Linked DNA regions of Sus scrofa: all the other regions are linked to region 1. A link is a contact called in public Hi-C data. All regions are on one chromosome and are shown on one strand. The core of a region is the stretch at or near the end of the contact, and the rest is flanking DNA. Distances in the headings are between cores, read along the strand shown.

Region 1 (3,591 bases), core at 648-3,147:
TTTTCATCTAGGAGTGTAATAATGACCACAGATTAAAGTCAAACTCTCTGGGTTAGTACTGAAAGTCTATCTTCTTGCTGCAAACAAGAAATCCTATTTCCTACAGATGTCAGTTAACTCTGACACTGACAGAGCATTGATCCAACATTGACAGAGAATGCCTGGAGTTTCTTTGACCCCAGCGTCACCCTGGGTGTCCCGGGGTTCAGACAAGGTGTTTCTGGTGCTGGAGTCAGGTTAATACTGCTGCACCCTCCTCCTTCAGCTCCCAGTCACATAGGTGCTTCAGTCCCAGACCTTTTAGGTTTCACTCCCTGAGCATTCCTCAGGGCCCCTAAAGTCTTGAAAGAGAAGAGATCAGCTTGTGGAACAAGGAAGGAATGAAACCACCCCCTAGTCCAAGTCCTCCATGCCCGCTACCCTTGCAGAGGGTGGGGGTGGGGTCAGGGGGACATCGAAGGGGAGCCAAATCAAAGTCCTTGGATCGCCTGGCATGCACCACTCAGTGCAGAAATTCTCTAGTGCCCCCTGGTGGTCATTGGCACCACTGCGCTCTCTCAGGGATTGCTCCCTATGGCCCAATTGAGACATCCATCACACTGGAAGGAAACACGCGCCCTTACCCAAAGTCCCACATCAAGGAAAGGCCAGAGCTGGAACTGACCCAGAGCTCCTGGCCACCAGTCCTTTCCGCAGAATCGCTTTCTATCTCTGAGTCCTCCATAGTGGCTAACTGACCTGGCAGGCAATGTCATAACACGTATTACTTATGATACAAGTACTATATTAGTATGTTACTCTATCAGATATGCCCCACTCTTCTGTGTGCCATGATACGGGATTATATATTATATAGTAATCAATATATATGATATATTGATCAGGTCAATATATAAAATGTGAAGTTGAAACCCTGTTATTATGAAATGGAATCACAGAAACACTCCTGTCGCCCCCACCCACCCTTATTTCACATTTCAAGGGCCAGCCCTTTATATCCCCCACCCCCACCCCCTTCCGCTGTTCCTGGGAAGTGAGCTTTCTCCATAAACTCCAGCCCATCACCTCATTCGCAGGAATGTCAAGAGGTGCAAAGAGATAAAGTCTCTTGGGATACAAATGTTACTTCAAGTAGGGGAGGTGACAAGAGAAGAGAGGAATCTACAAAATGCCCTTGGCAGCATTCTCTGCTGGAGCATAGGAAATGACAGCAGGGAGCAGGCTAGGAGTGTGTGAGGGAGAACTGCTCACCTTAATGGCTTCCATGGTTGAGGCAGATTGTTCTGACGGCAGAGGGCTGGAAGGGGTCTCAGATCAATGGCAGACAAGAAGGGGAGGGCTCAGGACTGGCAGGTGGCTGTACTGACTGGCCTCCCGGACACCCCAGAATAACTCTCAGCTCAGTTTTTATGCACTGTACCTGATGTGTTGATCCTGAAAGAGACAAAGGCACCAGTTCTGCTGCCCCCCCTAGACAGCTGACTTTTCACCCTGGAGTAAAGATGTGGTTGGTGGAATGGGCCCCATCAAAGGTGCTGGGGCCCAAGTTGGAGCTGGTTTGGGGAGGAAAAGAGGGGAGGAGACATCACAGGGGTGGGGAGGGGTGCTGAGTGGCAGCTGAAGGGACTCAGATAGTCCTGCTTAGGAGCCAGAGGTCCGTCTAGATGCCTGATGTTAGCTCAGCCCCGCTTCTCAGAGGATCCCAAAGACTAGCTTTGCCAGCTTGTCGGAAGGCAGAGTGATGCCTGGACCCAAGACTTAGGAGGAAGGCAAAGAGGGCCCTCCTTGTGAATTCGGGAAAAGGGAAAGAAGTGAAGCCCCAGCTCCACTCCACACCCCCTTCCTGCCTATAAATAACCCCAAGTGTCACTTCAAAGGGGACGGGAGCGCGGGAGAGGGGCTCCCAGGCCTGGTGGGTTGGGGCAGCTAGCCCTGCACACCACGCCCCCCACCCCGGGCGAGTTTGCATAAATAAACAAACCCAAGCCGTCTGCCCCGCAGGAGGTGGAGGAGAAGAGGGGAGGAGGAGAAGAGAGGGGGGCGGGAGAGATTAGTTTGGGAAGTAGCACGGATTGCTCATCCGATCCGTGCAGCCGCAGCTAGTGTGTCAAGTTACAGAGGCGCCGGAATCGGCCCCAGCGCTGCTCCGCCGCGGCCACGACCCACCTCTGCCCATGGGGCCCTCCGTGTGCGCCCCTTCGCCCCGGGACTGAAACTGGCTCGCCCGGGAGACCGGAGACATCTAGGACAGACAGCGCAGAATCAACTCCAGGACTCTGCAGATACTTGAAGGGAAAGACGGGGCGGAAAGGAAAACCGGCCAGATTCCCCTAACTTTCCTGGACTTGGAACGTTCTGCGAAGTAACTTTTTTTTTTCTCACCTGGGTGTACCCCGATTACTGCTGGTTGTAATTTTTTTTTTTTTCGGCTTTCCCCCTCCAGCTGCCTTTTTTTTTTTTTTTTCCTCCATCCTCTTTGCTGGGAGCAAAGGAAAGGGACATATTCCACCGACACAAACCCTTTCCCGCTGTCCCGCAGCTTGGATCGCGCCTGTGGGCAGTGGCTCTCGCCTTTATTTATTCTATTTATTTATTTATTGGTTCTCAAGACGCGAGGGGATGGTAGCGGAGCGCTCCCGCAAAGCGACAGACTCCGGTGCCCGCGGCCCCGGGGAGCTGGGCGCGCCCGGGACGGTGGCGCTGGCGGTGGCGCCGGTAGAGCGCTGCGCGCGGCTGCCGAGCCCGGGGTCCTGCGGGCTGCTGGCGCTGGCCCTCTGCTCGCTGGCGCTCAGCCTGCTCGCCCACTTTCGGACGGCCGAGCTGCAGGCCCGGGTGCTGCGCCTGGAAGCAGAGCGTGGGGAGCAGCAAATGGAGCCGGCTATTTTGGGACGAGTCAACCAACTGCTGGATGAGGTCTGTGCTCTTTGTTGCTGCCTTTTATCCCTCCCCACGGCGCCCCCTCGCGCAGCCTCTACACTTTGGACCAGCCGGTGCCCGTGTGCTCTTGCTCTCCCCGCCGCGCGGTGCGCCCTGGCCTCGCACCAGTTGTCTCGGGGCGGGTGGGGGTAGGGACGGACGCTGCCCTGCCAGAGGCCAGGAGGACCCGGACGGCTTGCGCTGGACCCCTCGGCTCCCGCCTCCGGGAGGCGCCCCCCGCCTTCCACCCTAGGAACGCCCTGAGCGCGCGGGGCAGGTGGAGGAAGGCAAGACGCGGGAAGCGCGTAGAGGCGGCCAGGCTCCACTTCTCCCTCTGGCACTCCGCCACCGTGGTGTGAGAGCCGCCCAGCGCCCACGCGGCGGGACTTGAGCCCCGTGGCCTGGGCCGAGACTTGCTGGGCCCCCGCGGCCCTCCCCATCCATCCCTCGAGGATCAGTGCTGCTGACTTTTATTGCCATGTTCCGTTGGGAAGAGAGAGTGAGGGAGTGAGTCATCCAAGGGGCTGAGGGGGACAGGGGGCAGTCCTTGCAGGGCAGTGGTGTCCTGGTCCCAGCCCAGACGCTAGGGCCCAGGTGTTGGTTGTTCTGGTTCTCCTGTCCTTTGGCACCAATTAGCCCTTACCTTCTGGTTCTGAAGCTGGACTTCTTGTCCTT
Region 2 (3,591 bases), core at 815-3,314, 100 kb before region 1:
CTTCTTCATGCCTCTTTCCCAAACCATGACACCAGCTTCTAAATTTGACCTGGGCTGGTGCGGCTTCTTTCTCTATCTCTTCCTGTTCCCTCCTCCCCCCATCCTCTCTCCATCCTTCCCTGCCCTGCTCGGTGTCCCCAAACTGACCCCTTCAGTGTCCTTCACAGGGACTGCCTTGCCAGAAGCCTCTGGAAAGCTCCAGGAGATCTGAAGGTGGGTTTTTCTTGCTCTGGTCCTGCTCAGGGTGTGTTTCTGGCTGAGATGACTCCCCCAAGGTCTATACCTCTGGTTCTTACCGAGTCTAGTGATGCGTTTTTTGCCCTCTCCCCGCAGGCAAGGGTGGTAAAGGCTTCTGGCTGCTGCCTATCTCTGGGGACCTTTCCATCCTGCATTGGTCCCTCCCACCCCTCCACGGGCAGGGGGCTTACCCGAGGACTGAGGTCCCTGAATTGCACTGTCTCCTGCCAGAACCCCAAGTGTACGTGCAGCTTCTGCTTCCAGGCTCTCCCCCTCCCTGCCTCTGCTGTCTGCACGCAATTCCCAAATCTCAGTCCTGACCATGTCTCCCATCCCAAACACCTTTGCCTCACATCATCTTCATTCAGGGTTAGAGAAGTGTTTACAACCCTCCGCAGCTTGGCTGATGTTCTCTTTTTCTGATCTGCCTGCACCCTTGCTGTCTGCTGCTCCCCGGCAGAGCCAGATGATCTCCCTAAGTGTCAACCCCACTGCTCCTTCTCCCCAAATTTCCAAGGCTCTAAATCTTACCTGTCCTTCAAGGCTCAGCTAAAATGTCACCTCCTTCATAAAACCTCCCTCTCCTTTCAGTTGGAAGCAAGGTTCCCCTTCTCTGACCCAGAGGACATTATCTGTTTCTCTCTGGTCACTTATCACATCCCCAACTTGCATTAGAATAATTTATGGACAAGCCCTATCTTCCCTTTGGGCTGGGCCGCTTTCATCTCCCCGTGACCATGTGGCTTGGTCATTAAACATGAGTGCTCTGGAGACAGCGGCGCAGCTTCAAAGCCTGGCTTGCTGCTTTTTACCCACATGAACTTGGCACCTGGTGTTGCTTCTCTGCACCTTGGGCTTCTCATCTTTAAAATGGAGGGGGTGTAACCATAGCACCTGTCTCACGGGGGGGCTTGGAGGATTACATGCGTTAGTACCTAGAGAAGACACTTAGAAGGGGGTCTGCACATAGTAAGTGCTCCATAAATGCCAGATCTCTTCTTCATCTCATTGTTCCTCTAAATAGCATATGGATAATTCATTCCATGTGTTGCCAGAGATAATGCGAGGGTAAATGGAATGATAGAATAATGCCTTGAAAACAAAACCTTTCCCATCAGCATGATTTTCCTAGATTGGTCCTGTTGAAGAATATGACCATTTCCCAAGCTAGAATCATATTCAGAGTCAAAGTTTTGCCCTCTCGTTAAAACAATGGGTAAACAGATGCCCGGAGACCATTTTATCAGTGGCTCTTTGCTTGGTAAAGCCTTACGTGGCCCATGAAGAAATGACCATAATTATGGGCACAAATTGGAGAACAAAAAGCAAAGCTTGCCCAAAGCCACCCAGTGAGTGCGGGGAGCTGGGGCTTGAACTCAAGTCTCATTGCAGCTGTGTTTCTTCTATACTTGCCAAGTTTCTGAATAATTAGTTTCCAAACTTCCAAGCCCCAGGAGAAGGTGACTTCTGTGGGACTCGTTAGCCTGGAGAGGGGACCCTGAGTGGAAAAGGGCTAGGGACCTATGGATTTGAGGGTTCTCTGGGACTCATCTGACCTTCTTATCATTTGGGGTGGGATTCAGAGGTCTGGAAACTCTGCCTTGGGTTTGCCTTCTGGAACTTCACATCCAGCTGGGGGCGGGTGGGGCAGTTTACCCTGAGTAGGTCTCAAAACACCAGGAGAGTCCTTAGGTCTGAGCGAGAGACATGAGCATTTTAGTGGGAAAAGATGGATGAGAAACAGGCCGGTCGGTGCTGGCCAGTCTGAAAACCGAAAATAGATCTGATGTGAGCACATTTGGGCAACTATTGACCTTGTCACGGAGCCCAAAGCCCTTGGCTGGGTGGGAGGGGATTAGCAAGAACTTTTGGCAAGACTGCTCCTCTGCCCCGCCCGCCCCCTCCCCCAGGAATGCTGGTCATTCCTGCCCTGGAGGAGGGAGCTGGGGGTAGGGGTGGGGAAGAGCTTGAGAGGCCAGTGGTTGGTGCGGGGTCGGGGGGGGGGGGGGGGGGGGGGGAGGGGAAGGTGGGGGTTACTGCTCTGGAGCCCATCTGGCCACCAGTACTGATGCCTCACGAGCCAGTCATGGTGGGTGACAGCCTCATTCCCTGCTGAAGTGGGGCTTGGATGCAGGGGCAACACTGGGGGTGAGTGTGCTCTGGTGGGCTGTGTGGGTGTTGGAGCCAGGTTGGTACTCTCACCCAGCCTTCTGTGAGATCTCTGGAAAGTCTCCTAAACCCAGCAAGGATCATTTTTCTCGTCTTTTTTTTTTCAGGGCCTCACCTGCGGCATATGGAATTTCCCAGGCTAGGGATTGAATCGGAGCTGCAGCTGCTGGCCTACACCACAGCCCAGCCACTCCGGATCCTTTAACACATTGAGTGAGGTCAGTGATTGAACCCACATCCTCATGGATACTAGTTGGGTTCTTAACCCACTGAGCCACAACAGGAACTCCCAGTTTCCTCATCTTTAAGATGGGCCATTAATACCTCCTCCTGCTTCTTCAGTGTTACTGGGGGAAGGTGAAAAGGCTGGAGATAGGGGTGCTAGCATGGGAGGAGGGGTCTGAGTCACCTGAGAGAGATGAATTCAAACCCTAATTCTACTACTTAGCACTGTGTGTCCTTGAGAAACAGGACACTGAGTCTCCCTGTCTTCATCTTTACAAAGGGCTCATCGTGAGGACCAAACAGTGATACAGGTAAAAGCTCAGCACAGCACTGGTTCATGTTGTTTTTAGCAAAGCGCAATGCCAGGTACAAAGTAAAAGCTCAACAAATGTTAACTGAATGGACAATGTGTGGAAAGTTCCTGGAAATTTCAAAGGCCACATAGACGTAAGGAAGAAAGGACCATTTCCATCATACCCAGGCAGCAAAGCACTTCAGATAACATATGGGGTTTCTTCACCTAGGGGACCTTCTCTCTGCCTTCTTAGCCTCTCAGGTTAGGGCCCAGCTTGGACTGTACAGCCCGTACAACTGACCTCTCCCCAGGAGGGGAAGGGCCCAGCTGGGAAATGGGTTTCTAGATAGGAATTAACCTATGATCCAACCTAAGATCTCTGCCCTGAATGTTCAATGGTCAGGCCACTAGGGTCCCTTGGGATTCTCTCACCATGCTCCAGTTAGAGGTTGGAGCAGTGGAGGGCCTTTTCAAGGGTGGAGGGTTTTCTGGGACCAGACAGATAGAAGTCAAGAGGAGGGTCCCTTGGGCTAAGATGGGCCAGTTGTCTCTTGCACTTGCCAAGGCCTGGCTGCCAGGCTGGGGAGGCTGGCACATTAGTGTCTCCCAGTCCTACCCCCCCCACCCCCCGGAATCAATATTTCAACTTCTAAACACCAAGGAGA
Region 3 (3,591 bases), core at 805-3,304, 74 kb before region 1:
CAATAAGCATTCAGAACTACATATTTGTATGAACATATGCTTTCATTTCTCTTGGGTAAATAGTACCTTGGAGTGGAAAAAAATTGCCAAATTGTTACCCAAAATGGTTGTACCATTTTGCATTCCCACCAGCTGTGTATGAGTATTCCAATTGCTCCACATCCTGGACAACGCTTGGTGAGATTAGTCTTTTCAAGTGATTTTAGCCATTCCAGTGGATGAGTAGTAGTATCTACTTATGCTTTTATTTTGCATTTTCCTAATGACTAATGCTGAGCATTTTTTTCATGTGCTTATTTGTCTTCCAATATTTGACGAAATGTCTGTTCGAATTTTTGCCCATTTAAAAAGTTGGGTTGTTTGTTGTCTTCTTACTGAGTTATAAGAGTTCTTTATACAGTCTTGATACAAGGCCTTTGTGGGATAAATGTATTACAAGTAGTTTTCCCAGTGTGTGACTTACCCTTTCATTTTCATAACCATGTCTTTTGAAAAGTGAATATTTAAGATTTTGATGAAGCACAATTTATTTATTTTCTTTTATAGTTTGTGCTTTTTGTGCCTGATTTATGAAATCTTTAATAAACCCAAAGTCACTGAGATTTTTTTCCTATGTTTTCTTCTAGAAGTTTAGTAAGTCTAGCTCTTACATTTAGGTTTATGATCCTTTGAGTATATTTTTTTATGTATTGTGCAAGCTATGAATCCACTTTAAAAAGAAATATGGGTTTCTAATTGCTACAGGATTATGTGTTGAAAAGATTAAACTTTACCCATTGACTGGCACCTCTGTGAAAAGTCAACCACATTTATGTGACTCTACTTTTAGACCATTATTTTCATTAATCCTTATACCACTACCATACTATCTTGATTACTCTTGCTTTATAATACATCATAAAACCAGAGTAAGTCTTTCCATTTTTTTTTTTCAAAGTTATTTGGCTGTTCTATGTCCTTTGTATTTTCATAAAATTTTTAAATCAGTTTGTCAGTTTTTCCCAAAAAGCTTGCTAGGATTTTGATTAGGATCCCATTGATCTATAGGTCAGTTTAGCAGAAAATTGACATCTTTATAATATTGACTCTTCCAATCTGTGAACATGGTATATCTCTCTATTTAGTTCTTTTGGTTAATTTTCTTAGCAATGCTTTGTAGCTTTCATTGTGCAGGCCTTTTGGCAAATTTATCCATAAGTATTTTATACTTTTTCATGCCATTATAAATGACAGTGTTTTCAATTTCAACTTTTGATTACTTATTGCCAGTATATAGAAGTACAGTTTTTTGTGGTTTTTTTTGTAGATTGATCTTGAATTCTACAACCTTCCAACTCACTTATTACTTCTAGTAGCTTTTTTGTAGATTCTACAGGGTTTTCCATGTAAATGATCATTTTATGTACAAATAAAGATAGTTTTTCTCCTTCTTTTCCAACCCAGATGCTTTTAATTTATTTTTCTTGCTTAATTGCACTGGCTTCAACCCCAGTGTGATGTTAAACAGGAATGGTAAGAGTGGGTTTCCTTGCCTTCTTTCAAGTCATACATAGCATGGAAGTATTCAGTCTTTCACTCATCCTTGACTCTTATTTGCCCTGGTAAGTTCTGGACCAGGTCAAAGGGGTGGCACTTTAGGACCAGTTGGAGGACCCTGGAGTTAACCTTGGGCAGTGTGCTCTTCTCTCCCCTGTTTTGGTCCAACCTGCTGGAGACTGCAAGTGCCTTGAGGGCAGATATAGTATGTTTGATTCTGGATCTTCATGCTGTTCCTGGCATGGCTGGTCAACTTGACAAATTGTTACTGCCAACCAGGTCACTGAATCTTGCAAAAAGGCCTTCTCTGCCCCATCCCCCTTTGCTTTCTTCCTAACCCAAAGGCAGTCATGCTTCCCTTTTTCTCTCCTCTTCCCCTCCAGAAACCTGAAGGAAGGAGGCTTGAAAGCAAGGCTCAGGTTTCATCAGCATCAAGTTACTTCCCTGCAGTGTCCTCATTCAAAAATAAACCTGCTGTGTGGGGGGTGCTGCTGTGACAGGGCTGTGACAGAGACAGGAGGGAGCTGTTAGCATAGCCCTGCTTCCAGGCTGTATTTTTAGGGCTGGCATTTGGGCTTGGCCTGGGGACAAGAGGCTGGAAAATGCAAAGCATTTCCTCTTCCTGTCAGCTGAGACACTGTGTGTGTGTGTGTGTGTGTGTGAGAGAGAGAGAGAGAGAGAGAGAGAGAGAGAGAGAGAGAGAGAGAGAGAGAGAGCGTGTGTACGAGGCCCCTGCCACCTTCCCACTTAGCACCTCGGAATAGCAGACAAAATACATTTCCTCCACGAGCCTGCTCCCTGCTCTGCTCTTGGCCCCTCTGATCACTGGCCCTTCCAGTCTTGTCTCATCTTGGGACTCTCACAAGATCCTTGGGGGGATGTTTTAGGAGGACTCAATGATGACATAACAGGTTCATTTGTTCACTTATGTATTCATTACTAGCTGTGTGCCATGTGTGAGTTATTTAACTGCTCTATACCCCAGAGGTGGGTAATGATAGAACCACTTCATAAGGGCGTTGAGAAGTTTCAATGATTTGATTATCTGTAAAATGCTTAAAGCATCTTCCGGCAGGTGGTAAGGGCTTGGTTAAGGGTAGCTGTTATTGGACTCCTGGTGTGGGGGGGCAGGGGCTACAGGGGTGAACTAGACAGATAAGGGCTCTGACCTTTTGTAGATTATTCAGTTAGAGACTGGATTCCTGCCCTAGAGAATTTGCAATTCTCAACCTTAGCTTTAGACCAGGGCCCTACTTTCTCTTCATGGAGTAAAAGGTCTCCTTTACCCACCACAAGGTGATGAAATATTTAATCAGAGATGCAGTGATATTGATGTTATTGGCACTTTGTGGAATTTTGGCTGGCTTTGTTCCTTCTTTGTTTTGTTAAGTAATTTCACTTTTCATGGTCTCATTTTCCTTATTTGTAAAATGAAAGGGAGAACAGTTAAAGGGATGATCACCCAGGTCTCTTCCAGTCCTATTTTCCACAAACCGAATTATCTCTTTCTGTCTCCTTTGCTATCATCTTCCTCTCTCCCATTCAGCTATTAGGACTGAATTTCCCAAGACTCCCCGGTGGATGGCACGCCCTGGAGTTGTGCAGTGCACGACTTGGTCAGCTGTATAACCTAACCTGCTTGTGATCCACCTAAGCTCCTAGTGTCCCATCTCCTGAGTTTATGCAAAGCAGGAAAAAAAAGTGAACATCGAACAGGAATGACCAACAGAATAATACTTATCGGACACCCCCCCCATTTATTATTCCATAAGTTTGGAAGGTTGTCCTACTGTTGGTTTCTTTTGCCTGAGACTTAATTCAACAAGGACTTGTTGACATTCCCAGACATTCATTTAACAAATATTTATTAAACACTTACAGTGGGCTAGGCACCATGGTACATGCCGGGATGCAGCTGTGGCCGAGTCCTCGCTCTCATGGAGTGAGAGGGGACAGATAAGAAACAGGCAGACGACAGGGAAAGACAATGTCCTGGAGGGTTAGGTGCAGTGTAGACAATCACAGAGGCTCCTGGGCATGGGGAGGTGAGGAGGC

Evidence for each region. A called contact is a pair of places that touch in the nucleus more often than the background predicts.
Region 2: a Hi-C map of skeletal muscle shows a contact between it and region 1, with 3 times the contacts expected there. The contact joins the enhancer-like site here to the promoter of COL13A1 in region 1. A contact is called at or near these places in 6 of 47 Hi-C or Micro-C datasets (embryonic fibroblasts, psoas muscle and skeletal muscle) and 1 of 2 datasets of contacts at active chromatin or transcription factors (skeletal muscle).
Region 3: a contact with region 1 is called in a Hi-C map of skeletal muscle, with 4 times the contacts expected there. The contact joins the enhancer-like site here to the promoter of COL13A1 in region 1. A contact is called at or near these places in 4 of 47 Hi-C or Micro-C datasets (embryonic fibroblasts, fetal heart ventricle, fetal skeletal muscle and 1 more) and 1 of 2 datasets of contacts at active chromatin or transcription factors (skeletal muscle).

What each region holds. Positions count from the first base shown.
Region 1 is chr14:72,784,883-72,788,473 of Sscrofa11.1, forward strand. It overlaps COL13A1 (collagen alpha-1(XIII) chain), which reads left to right and starts at 1,898. Exons shown (of 40, transcript XM_013990416.2): 1 at 1,898-2,913. The coding sequence starts at 2,620.
Region 2 is chr14:72,680,262-72,683,852 of Sscrofa11.1, forward strand. No RefSeq gene overlaps it. Among named protein-coding and RNA genes, the nearest start is that of NEUROG3, 76 kb to the left of the region's middle. Within about 2 kb of position 2,065, at least 9 of the 83 cell types and tissues checked have an H3K27ac peak or open chromatin away from gene starts, as enhancers often do. A contact at or near this core is called in skeletal muscle, where this site is marked.
Region 3 is chr14:72,710,982-72,714,572 of Sscrofa11.1, forward strand. No RefSeq gene overlaps it. Among named protein-coding and RNA genes, the nearest start is that of COL13A1, 74 kb to the right of the region's middle. Within about 2 kb of position 2,055, at least 9 of the 83 cell types and tissues checked have an H3K27ac peak or open chromatin away from gene starts, as enhancers often do. A contact at or near this core is called in skeletal muscle, where this site is marked.